Linked DNA regions of Arachis hypogaea: region 1 is linked to region 2. A link is a contact called in public Hi-C data. All regions are on one chromosome and are shown on one strand. Each heading gives the region's core, a stretch centred on a gene start, on an enhancer-like site or on the middle of the called end of the contact. The rest is flanking DNA. Distances are from core to core; before and after follow the strand shown.

Evidence for each region. Hi-C and Micro-C count contacts between places; a contact is called where the count stands out from the background.
Region 1: a Hi-C map of leaf shows a contact between it and region 2, with 4 times the contacts expected there. The contact joins two enhancer-like sites. A contact is called at or near these places in 2 of 8 Hi-C or Micro-C datasets (both in leaf).

What each region holds. Positions count from the first base shown.
Region 1 is chr6:97,356,334-97,361,365 of arahy.Tifrunner.gnm2.J5K5, forward strand. It overlaps LOC112697052 (OVARIAN TUMOR DOMAIN-containing deubiquitinating enzyme 12), which reads right to left. Exons shown (of 11, transcript XM_025750038.3): 11 at 4,758-5,032. Among protein-coding and RNA genes, the nearest start is that of LOC112697052, 7.8 kb to the right of the region's middle. Within about 2 kb of position 3,373, at least 3 of the 3 cell types and tissues checked have open chromatin away from gene starts, as enhancers often do.
Region 2 is chr6:97,259,689-97,263,992 of arahy.Tifrunner.gnm2.J5K5, forward strand. It overlaps LOC112697048 (glyceraldehyde-3-phosphate dehydrogenase A, chloroplastic), which reads left to right. Exons shown (of 5, transcript XM_025750035.3): 5 at 1-355. The coding sequence ends at 132. Among protein-coding and RNA genes, the nearest start is that of LOC112697048, 4.8 kb to the left of the region's middle. Within about 2 kb of position 2,768, at least 2 of the 3 cell types and tissues checked have open chromatin away from gene starts, as enhancers often do.

The DNA.
Region 1 (5,032 bases), core at 2,123-4,622, 97 kb after region 2:
TTATCATGTGTTAGGTTGTGTATCTAATCCCTTGTGGGATATGCACTATATTAATACTCCATTCTTTTTTCAGGAAAGTGAATTTGACTACTCCCAACAATATCACAACATTCACTCATATTACATATTCACACACTCAATATTAAAATTGTCATCCACGGTTAGCCACAGTCAAGCTTCGAATCCAAACACACGTATTGAAGAAAAAGTTCATAATCACTAGATTAAGATCTTGCTTGCCAGTTGCCACTATATTAATACTCTAGTTTCTCCAAGAAATCATAATTGGGCCACATTTGGTTTTGAAGCACTAGTCACACCTTGCGTTATTTCAACCTAGTAACATGAAAAAATAGTGACCGGAATAAATACTTAATATCTAAGTGAATAAGTAAAAAATATTGGTCAGTGTAATTAGAAGAACATAAAGAGAAGTGTTTAGTTACAAAATTTGGAGTGAAATAACATCAATTGAGATGAACCATGAACCATCATCGAACCGACAAGTTAAATCCGTTACCTTTTTTTTTTTTTGTCTTCAACCGGTTAGTATTATTATTGGTAAAAGAGTTTATTGTTTGAGTGAACTACCAATCCGGTTCTTGTCTATTTTTTTGAATGACAATGCGACCCCTCACGAAAAAAAAATCTACTTCAGCCCTTGTCCCTTACTTCTGTGACACAATGCAGTTCCTGCGAATGTTTCTTTGTCAACTTCAAACGAAAAACGCTGACCTATCACAATAAAAACGTTGCCGTTTTTCCTGTCCTCTTCTTCTCATACGTTGCCCTCTCATCAATTTATAACTCATTTACTCATATTCATGGATGAACATCATGATCCTTCAGAAACTAACAACAATAATCACAATCTGAATCTGAAAACTATGCCAATTGTCAAACATCATCGGAATCGGAACAACAAAGCAATGCTTGGAAGTGGCACGTGGCTGAAAAGGAACGCATTAACAATCTTACCGCCTCTTCCTGTCTCATCGGAGCACCCTCTTTCTCCACAGCACTGTACCCAAGATCTCATCATACCCACCCCAGCCACCCGCCACGAAAGGACACATGCGACGCATTGGCAGCCTCCAAAGCCGCAATCTTTAACTTCTCATCATCAATGACCGTACCATGTTCATCGTTGCGGTTCATTCGGGTTCAGGTTGTGAGCCTCAACCCATTGTTTTGGGATTCCAAGAGAAAAGGAGAACCTTGGGAAGAAGTCGGAGAGGGGGTGAATTAGTCATTGTTGACGGAGGTTATAAGGATTTGGATGTTCTCTGAGTCGCAGAGCTCCTGCACTGGCGGCAGTGGCCGCAGGGTGTGGCAGAGACGACGAAGGAGGTAAGGAAGCTCTCGCCGTTGAGGAGGAGGTTGGTTACGAGGAACTATTCGGCATAGACGTATGAGAGGAAGAGGATAACTAACCCCCTGACCATTTTGAGGTGTACACGTATGCAGCAAACATCCATCTCAGCAAGGAGAGGTGCCAGCACACATGGTTATTATGACAGGTCAGCATTTTTCGTTCGGAGTTGATGAAAAAACCCCACAGGGATCGCGTTGTATCACAGAAGTAGCAGACAAGGGCCAAAGTGGATTTTTTTCGTGAGGGGTTGCATTGTCATTCGAAAAAATGGACAAGGACTGAGTCGGTAATTCACTCTTATTGTTTTTGCTCAATTAGTTGGTTGTGCAAGTAAATTTATTTCTTTTTTTCTGGTCTTGACATTTATTTCTTTTAATGACTAAATAAAGGAAAATCAATTTATTTTGCCATAGTTATCAAAACCAACTCAATCTAGTCAGTTAAATTGAAAATCTGGTCACTCGGTTTTCTAGCCGAATCAAATCATTCGTTGGACCGTCCAAACATCATACCCACCAAAAATCGGGTCGATTCGGTCAGTGCTCAGTGAAATTGGTGACCCAGAGAGTTTATATAACCCGAATCAAGTCATGTTTAAATTTTTTAATTTAAAAATAAAAATCGAAAACGGCGTCCTTTCCAGGTAAACCCCTCTTAGTGTCCTAATTTGATGTTGAGCGCTTAGTGTCTCTCTTCTCTCTCGTCTCTTTCTCGTCACTCTCTCTTTCAAGCTCAAGCTCTGTCACAGTGTTATATATTTTACTGTGGCTCTCGCGCTTAAGCTCTCTAGTCTCCGATCTCTTTCACTATCCCAATCTCGCACCTGGTCGTCATTGTCGCTCTCTGTATCATCACCGTCTCGCACCAAATCGCGCACCTTCTCTGCAATCATCATCACGGGGGGCAGAAGTAGTAGGTTTCGGGGCTGATCATTGTCATCGCTCTTTGTCTCGCACTTAGATGCGCACCTTCCCTGCGCTCGTCGCCGCTGGCAGTAGAAGTAGCAGGTCCCGGTGCTGGTCGCCGTTGTCATCTTCCTATTTCGAGCCTCGCCGTGAGCTTCCTTTGCACAACCAGAAGCTGGTATCCGGTTTGGTGTGTTCCAACAAATTTTTCTGTTCTTTCTGTTTTAATTTGGTTGCTGTAATTCATCATTGCACTTTAATTTTGTTGCTAAATGTTAAATGTATTGCTAAAATTTGTTACTAATTATCATCGTTGAACTTTGAATTTGTTGCTGTCTTACTAAAATAATCACTTAAATTAAATTTTTTGTCGTTAAAAATCATCACTAAGTTGAATTTGTTATTGATTATTATCAGTGAACCTTGAATCGTTATTATCTTGCTAAAATAATCACTTTGTTAAATTCTTTTATTGTAAAAAATTATCAATGAGTTGAATTTGTTACTGTAAGAATAGATTTGAATTTCGTTTTTAGTTAGTTTGTTAATCATGAGGAAAATGTTGATTAAGTTCTAAATTTATCTTATACATATAGATGTCGACTTTCAGAAAATATTTTATATTAGTGACTAATTTATTATCTTTTTGTATATTATTAGTTATGTCTAATACTCGATACTTGATTGTTATTAATAAATTTATGAAGACATATATTTGATTTTAATTTTATTTTTATAATTTTATATTTTTATTTAATTATAATTAAATTAACTAAATAAATTAATAATTCACCGGTTAAATGACTGGGTCAATTATCAGTTCAATTATCTTATAACTGTAAGTAGAGCCCCATTCGAGATCATTTTGGTTTTTTTTTTTTTCTCAGTTATTCATTTTATTATTTTTGTTGCTTTCGTCAATAGTTTTATTGAATTGACGAGTTCTGGCCAAAAACTTTTTGACAAGTTCCATTATAAATGGGTTTATAAAAACATTTAACCCAACGATATTATTACCTACCACTCTAAACTCTTATCATTCTCCTACTCGTGTGGCTCTCAATTGGGCTAGCCCGACTCGTTTAAGTTTACAGGTTAAACGAGCCAAGTCTATCCTGTACCAATTAGTTTTGTGCCTATAATTTAAAGACCACCTGTTCAGTCCCAGCATAATAAGAAATGAGTTGTACAAAATATTATGAGGAAAAAATTCTATTGTGATAAAAAAAAAACGCATAAACACCAACTTTGTTTAAATCAATATTGGACTAGTCACAAAAAACTATCGATATTGGACTATTGATTAAGGCTTTTTTTTATCTTTTCGGTTGCATTAGATCTTAAGTTAGAATTGGATTGAACTAACTTTTGAAGATACAATTTTCTAAAAAAATAAACGGATTATCCGTTGAGTCCCAAAATGCTTGTTCATCCTGCTTTTTTCGGGTTAATTAAATTGAGCCCGTTTAATTTCTCGTTTTACAGGTTTAATTCTATAGACAAAAATTCATTTGTTTTAAGTCGGGTAAACAGATTGATCCGACGTATTTAGTCTATTTTAAAGGTCTTACTCAAGTGTACTTATATATGATTGGATAATAAAGTTAATAAATAAATAAAATGGTGTAAAATGGAAATTTAACCGTAAGCAAAATGAAAGTTCCTAAAGTAGTTGAATATGTTTTTTTTTTTCCTAACATGTGGCATAACTGTTTACATCAATATGTTATGTTAATATGTTGTTAATGGAAGACATTCGATAAACTAACCTAGGTAACGCAGTGAAAATTAAGAATCTAGGCAATTGGAAACTTTTTGCCCAATTCAATGATATGGTAAAAATTCCGGACCATTTAAAGCTTAACTCGATGAATTATTCACATAGTTTTTTTAAGGGTAAACTATAAAAAATACATTCAAATTATTTTGGTGTTAATAAAAATATTTTCAAATTTTGTTATCGATAAAAATATTTTTAAATAATTTAAAAATATGCTAAAAATGTTTGACCATAATCAAAGATTTACTCCATTAATAGAAAATTATTGTCAAATCAAATCACTCTTTCATTAATGTAGAACATCTCAATTCACGAATGTGTAATTTGTCATATTTTAAAATGATTTAAAGATATTTTTATTGGTAATAAAATTTGAAAGCATTTTTTCTGCAATATAATTTGGGTGCATTTTTAAAAGTTTACTCTTTTTTTATTTAGTACCAATAGCTACTTTGGAATTTGCTTGAACAACAACAACAAATTAAGGCCAATAGAAAGAGGGATCTTGGCAAAAAATCGTTGGTGGGTTAGGAATAAATTTGAAGATTCATTTCTTTTTATATTGTTCGTATAAGTTGTATAAACTTATTGCATATTTATTTGCATTCCATATAAAAATGCTTCCTATAAATCATGTGACCCTACATGCAATTAAAGTAGATATATAATTCCTGAAACATAAATTGTTCTCTTGAAATGGTAATGACAACACACAACTGTATGAACATTTATTTATCAACATGAACTAATCTTATGATCAAGCAGTAATTTCTACATACTTTGGGGGGAAAAGAAGACTACTTAACTGCTATCATTTCGGTAGTACTGTATCTAGCATAACAAATCAAGATATAGTTTAATTTACAAAAAGGAATTAGAAAACAATATACATTAAAGCTAAAACGCTCTCAGTAACAACCTCCAAAGGGGTGATGAATGTAAAATATAAATGAGGGAAAAAATGGTGAAGGG
Region 2 (4,304 bases), core at 1,518-4,017:
ACCGTTGACTCTTCGTTGACCATGGTCATGGGTGATGACATGGTGAAGGTTATTGCATGGTATGATAATGAGTGGGGTTACTCACAAAGGGTTGTGGATTTGGCTGACATTGTTGCAAACAGCTGGAAGTGAAAGTCAAAGTCAAAGTTAGCCAACAATAATAATAATAATTGTTAATTATATGTAATTTTGTATTATTATTACTACTATTACCACTACACTTGTTAAGCTTCATTTTTCAGCTTTGTGCCAAGAACTTGTACCGAGAAATAGAACCATCAATTTTCTCTTTTGATTGCCTCTTATTGTGCAATAAAAATTCTTGCCTTCAACTCTAGAAGTTATTTAGAGTTAAGAGATGGTTATCGGTAGCTATAAATTGACTAGCGAATAATCAATAATGTGATGATACCTGACATAATCCAACAATAATATTGCAGTATTGCACATTCAAAACTTGGTTCATAATTAAAAAGATTTAACTCGTAATCCAAACGTCGAGGAAGATTTTTATTTAATTCACTGTGTCCTCTACTTTACTAAAATTGACAAAGACAACAGTCCTTCCTCCTCGCGTCGTTTTGGCTCAGACGTGACTTTAGTGGTTTTTTATAAATGACTCATTTTAATTTCTGAAATTAAATATTTTGTATTAAATTAATTTTTTTATTAATTTTTTTATAAATTTAAAATTTTTAATATTTTTAAATATATTTATTTTAATTTTATTTTTTTATATATTATTTAAATATAAATATTTATATAAAATATTTTTAAAATTTTAGTTTTAATTATACAAATTTTTTTATAATATTTTATTAAAAGAATTATATAAGATATTGATATTGGTTTAGAAAAAAGTGTAAGTAAGAGTATAATAATATTTTTTTATATAATTTTTTTAATATTTAACATTTTAATAAATATTTTAAGAATATTTGATAAAACACTTGTTAACTAATATAAATTTATTATTACCATCCGTTGACAAGAAGCAATAATAAAGTTTTGGATTTAGTTAACATGTGCTCTATTAATACAAGTTAAAATTATTAATTAAAAAATTTATTATAAAAAATTGTATAATAAGAAATATAATTAAAATTAGTGTATAAAAAATATTAAAAATTTTAAATTTACAAAAAAAGGAGAAAAAACTGACGAAGGAATTAATTTGATGCATGACATTCAATTTCAAAGACTAAATTAAGTCATAAACAAAAAGACCAATTTGGTGCATATGTAATGATGACATAGTGAATGACATATGGACAAATAACATTGTGACACGTAACATGATCAGACACGTGGCAAATAGCATTATAACCGTGATATAACCACCCATGTCAATATGCCACATGTTGCTGACCAACACGTCATCATATTATTACACGTGATCAAATCATGAGGTGATACGTGTCACCAAAGGTCGACGTCATCAAGCCATGTCAGCGTGGCGTTAACGGAAAACAGGTCAATGATTAATATGGTATAATTTTTTAATTTCAAAAACCGCAATTAATACAATTAAAATTTTAAAGATGATTTTAATACACAGCGTCAATCTTAGAGACCACTTTGTCTCATGGTTTGCAGAGCCGATGTAACACTCTTTTCAGTTAGCTTATGGGCTGTTACTTGTTATTTCACATAGAATTGGAGCTTTATTAGATCGACTATATTGGGCTTCATGAAATTTGAAAGAAGAAGTTATGAATTTAGGCCCATACCATTGACTCCAAAAAAGAAATGGTCTTTACCAACATGAAATGAAATTAGTTAAAGTAGTATGCTGATCTTTTATCAGTAATCTTGGATGAGTTTTGGTTTGGGAACACAAGAAGTCCTCGCTTTAGATTATGTTCAATCAGCACCTACTTAGTCCTCGCTAAGATTGAGTTTTGGATTTCAACCTAGTGGAATCAGAATAACCACAATTCTTGGCAATATGATGCAAATGGCAATATGTTCACTACAACGAAAACTAATATTCATTTTCATGACTGTTAGTGTAGAAAAAAAAATCATTATTTTAGAAAATAAGAGGAGTGCTAGGGGTCAGCAGATTTGGTGAGTTGTAGCCATCAATTAGCCATCAATAGTGCATTTAATGGTGTAAGATTTCATCTAATGATAGAGAATCACTCATTTTTATTTTGCTAACTAAGTGTTGGCCAAATTTTAATAAATTTATTGTCCCTAAACTTTTCCAAAAATATACAAAACTATTAGTAAACACCATTTTTTTTTATTAACGTTTGTTTATTACCGAGAGTCTATTACTCGAACCTTGAAGTTAGAGTAAAACATTTGTTTCATTTTGTAACTAAATATTTGAGTTCCAGTCCCAATCTCTATTATTTAACAGGAAAAAACCAAAATAGTATGAATCAAACAGCATAATACTGTATTAATTAGATGTTTTCTAATTTGAGAACATTATTTGCAGCTGGCATTTTCTTTCTCTTTCTCTAATAGCCTATAATTTTTATATATTATATTCAGTACAGTCACTTTAATACTGGTTAATTAAAACAGTGACCTATTACTTTGAGAAAATCTATATCACCGACTCTGAGAGAAATGTAATTTGTGTATGTGTAAGTAAGTAAGTTGTAACAATGCATTATTTGGTGATACGGTCCACACTGCACAATTTTTTGGACCCGTCCTGATCACTTTTTCTTTGTTGTTATTACTATGCACTTTTTATTCCAGAGTCCAAAAGGTCATGGTCTCCGAGATTAAAGAGTCAGAGATTGCTCCGCCATGTTTGAATTTTACATTTTAGGCAATAAAATAAGTATAAGGATGGCAAACAACCTCTACTACTATTCCTGTGGGGTTGATCACAATTTGTTTGTTTGAACAAACAAGGTTAATCTTTTATTTAGATTTTTCAAAACACTTTTTTCTTTATTAATTAATAGAAACAATAGTGTATTATTCCTTCTACTATCGATAGTTTCATTAAAATTAGTTTACAATTTGTAACATGATGGTAAAAAAAGTGAAAAATAAATTCATAAATAATAATATAGAGCTGATATATTTAGTATTATTATCTACTATTTTTTTTACATAATTATCTACTATTTAATATGGTTGAATTTAGCATTGAATATATATATTACTAGCTTATGTATGTAATACTGAATTCTTGAATTTTGGTAAATTTATAGTTAATATACATAGGCCAAAATATATAGTTAATAAACAAAGAATCATTTTATTTATGTATGGAAAGATTGGCCTGTTTGATTGCTCATAAAATTTTTGATGAGGAATGGAATAGTCTGGTGATCATTTTTTATGAGGGTTCAATAGTATCTCACTTTATATTTGTAGATGATCTCTTCTTATTTTATAAAGCAATAAAAGGTTAGGTTAAGATGGTTATAAATGTATATTGAATACTTTTTTGTAAGGTTTCGGAAATAAAGGTAAATCATAAAAAATTTTGGTACTTCTGCCTAGAGAGACATCTTTATTGGAGCATCTAGCATCCGTTTCATTCAAAAACTTCGAAAATACTTGGAATTTGACCTAGACCATGTTTATACCAGTAAAAGATGTGCCCAAGAAATCATTGAGAAAATTAAAAAAAGATTGGCTTTTTAAAAGGGTAGACTTCTTAATAGAGCCAGGGAACTATGTTTATAAAATCTGTTGTTTCTTCCATTCCAATCTATCAAATGTAAATTTATTTAGGAAAATTCTACGGTGCTGATCCATATTATCAGCATGGGATGATGATAATGCGTGGCAGTTTGAGAGTGTGACACTTGGTAATACTTCTTCTTTTTGTTAATGTTGTTTATTTTCCGTTCCATCACTTTTCTTAGTTATAATTAATGAATTTGCTAAGTATTTTTGGTTTGTGGGCTGATAATGGACTATAGTGAATAATACTTCATACGATTCCCAATAAAAAAAGAAAACATTATCCCAACTAAAAAACATAAAAAAATTTATTTGTTTAATAATTAAAATTCGCTAAATAATAGAGTTTTTTTTTAACTTTGAAATACATAAAATAGATGATTTTATTTTATTTAAGAATTTTAATTAACTTGTCTTTATCTTTTTAAATGTATAAAATATCAAAAATATCTTTTTTTTATAAATAAGTGTCTAGCAAAAATAGTTTTATCAAAGATAGAATTATTTACAAATTAAATGAGAATTTAATATATTTAACAGTAATTTCAATTCAAAAAATAGAATTCAATTCTACTTATATATTAAAATCATTCCAAATCAAGAAAGAAGAAACTAAATTCTAAATAAAAATAAATTTTTTT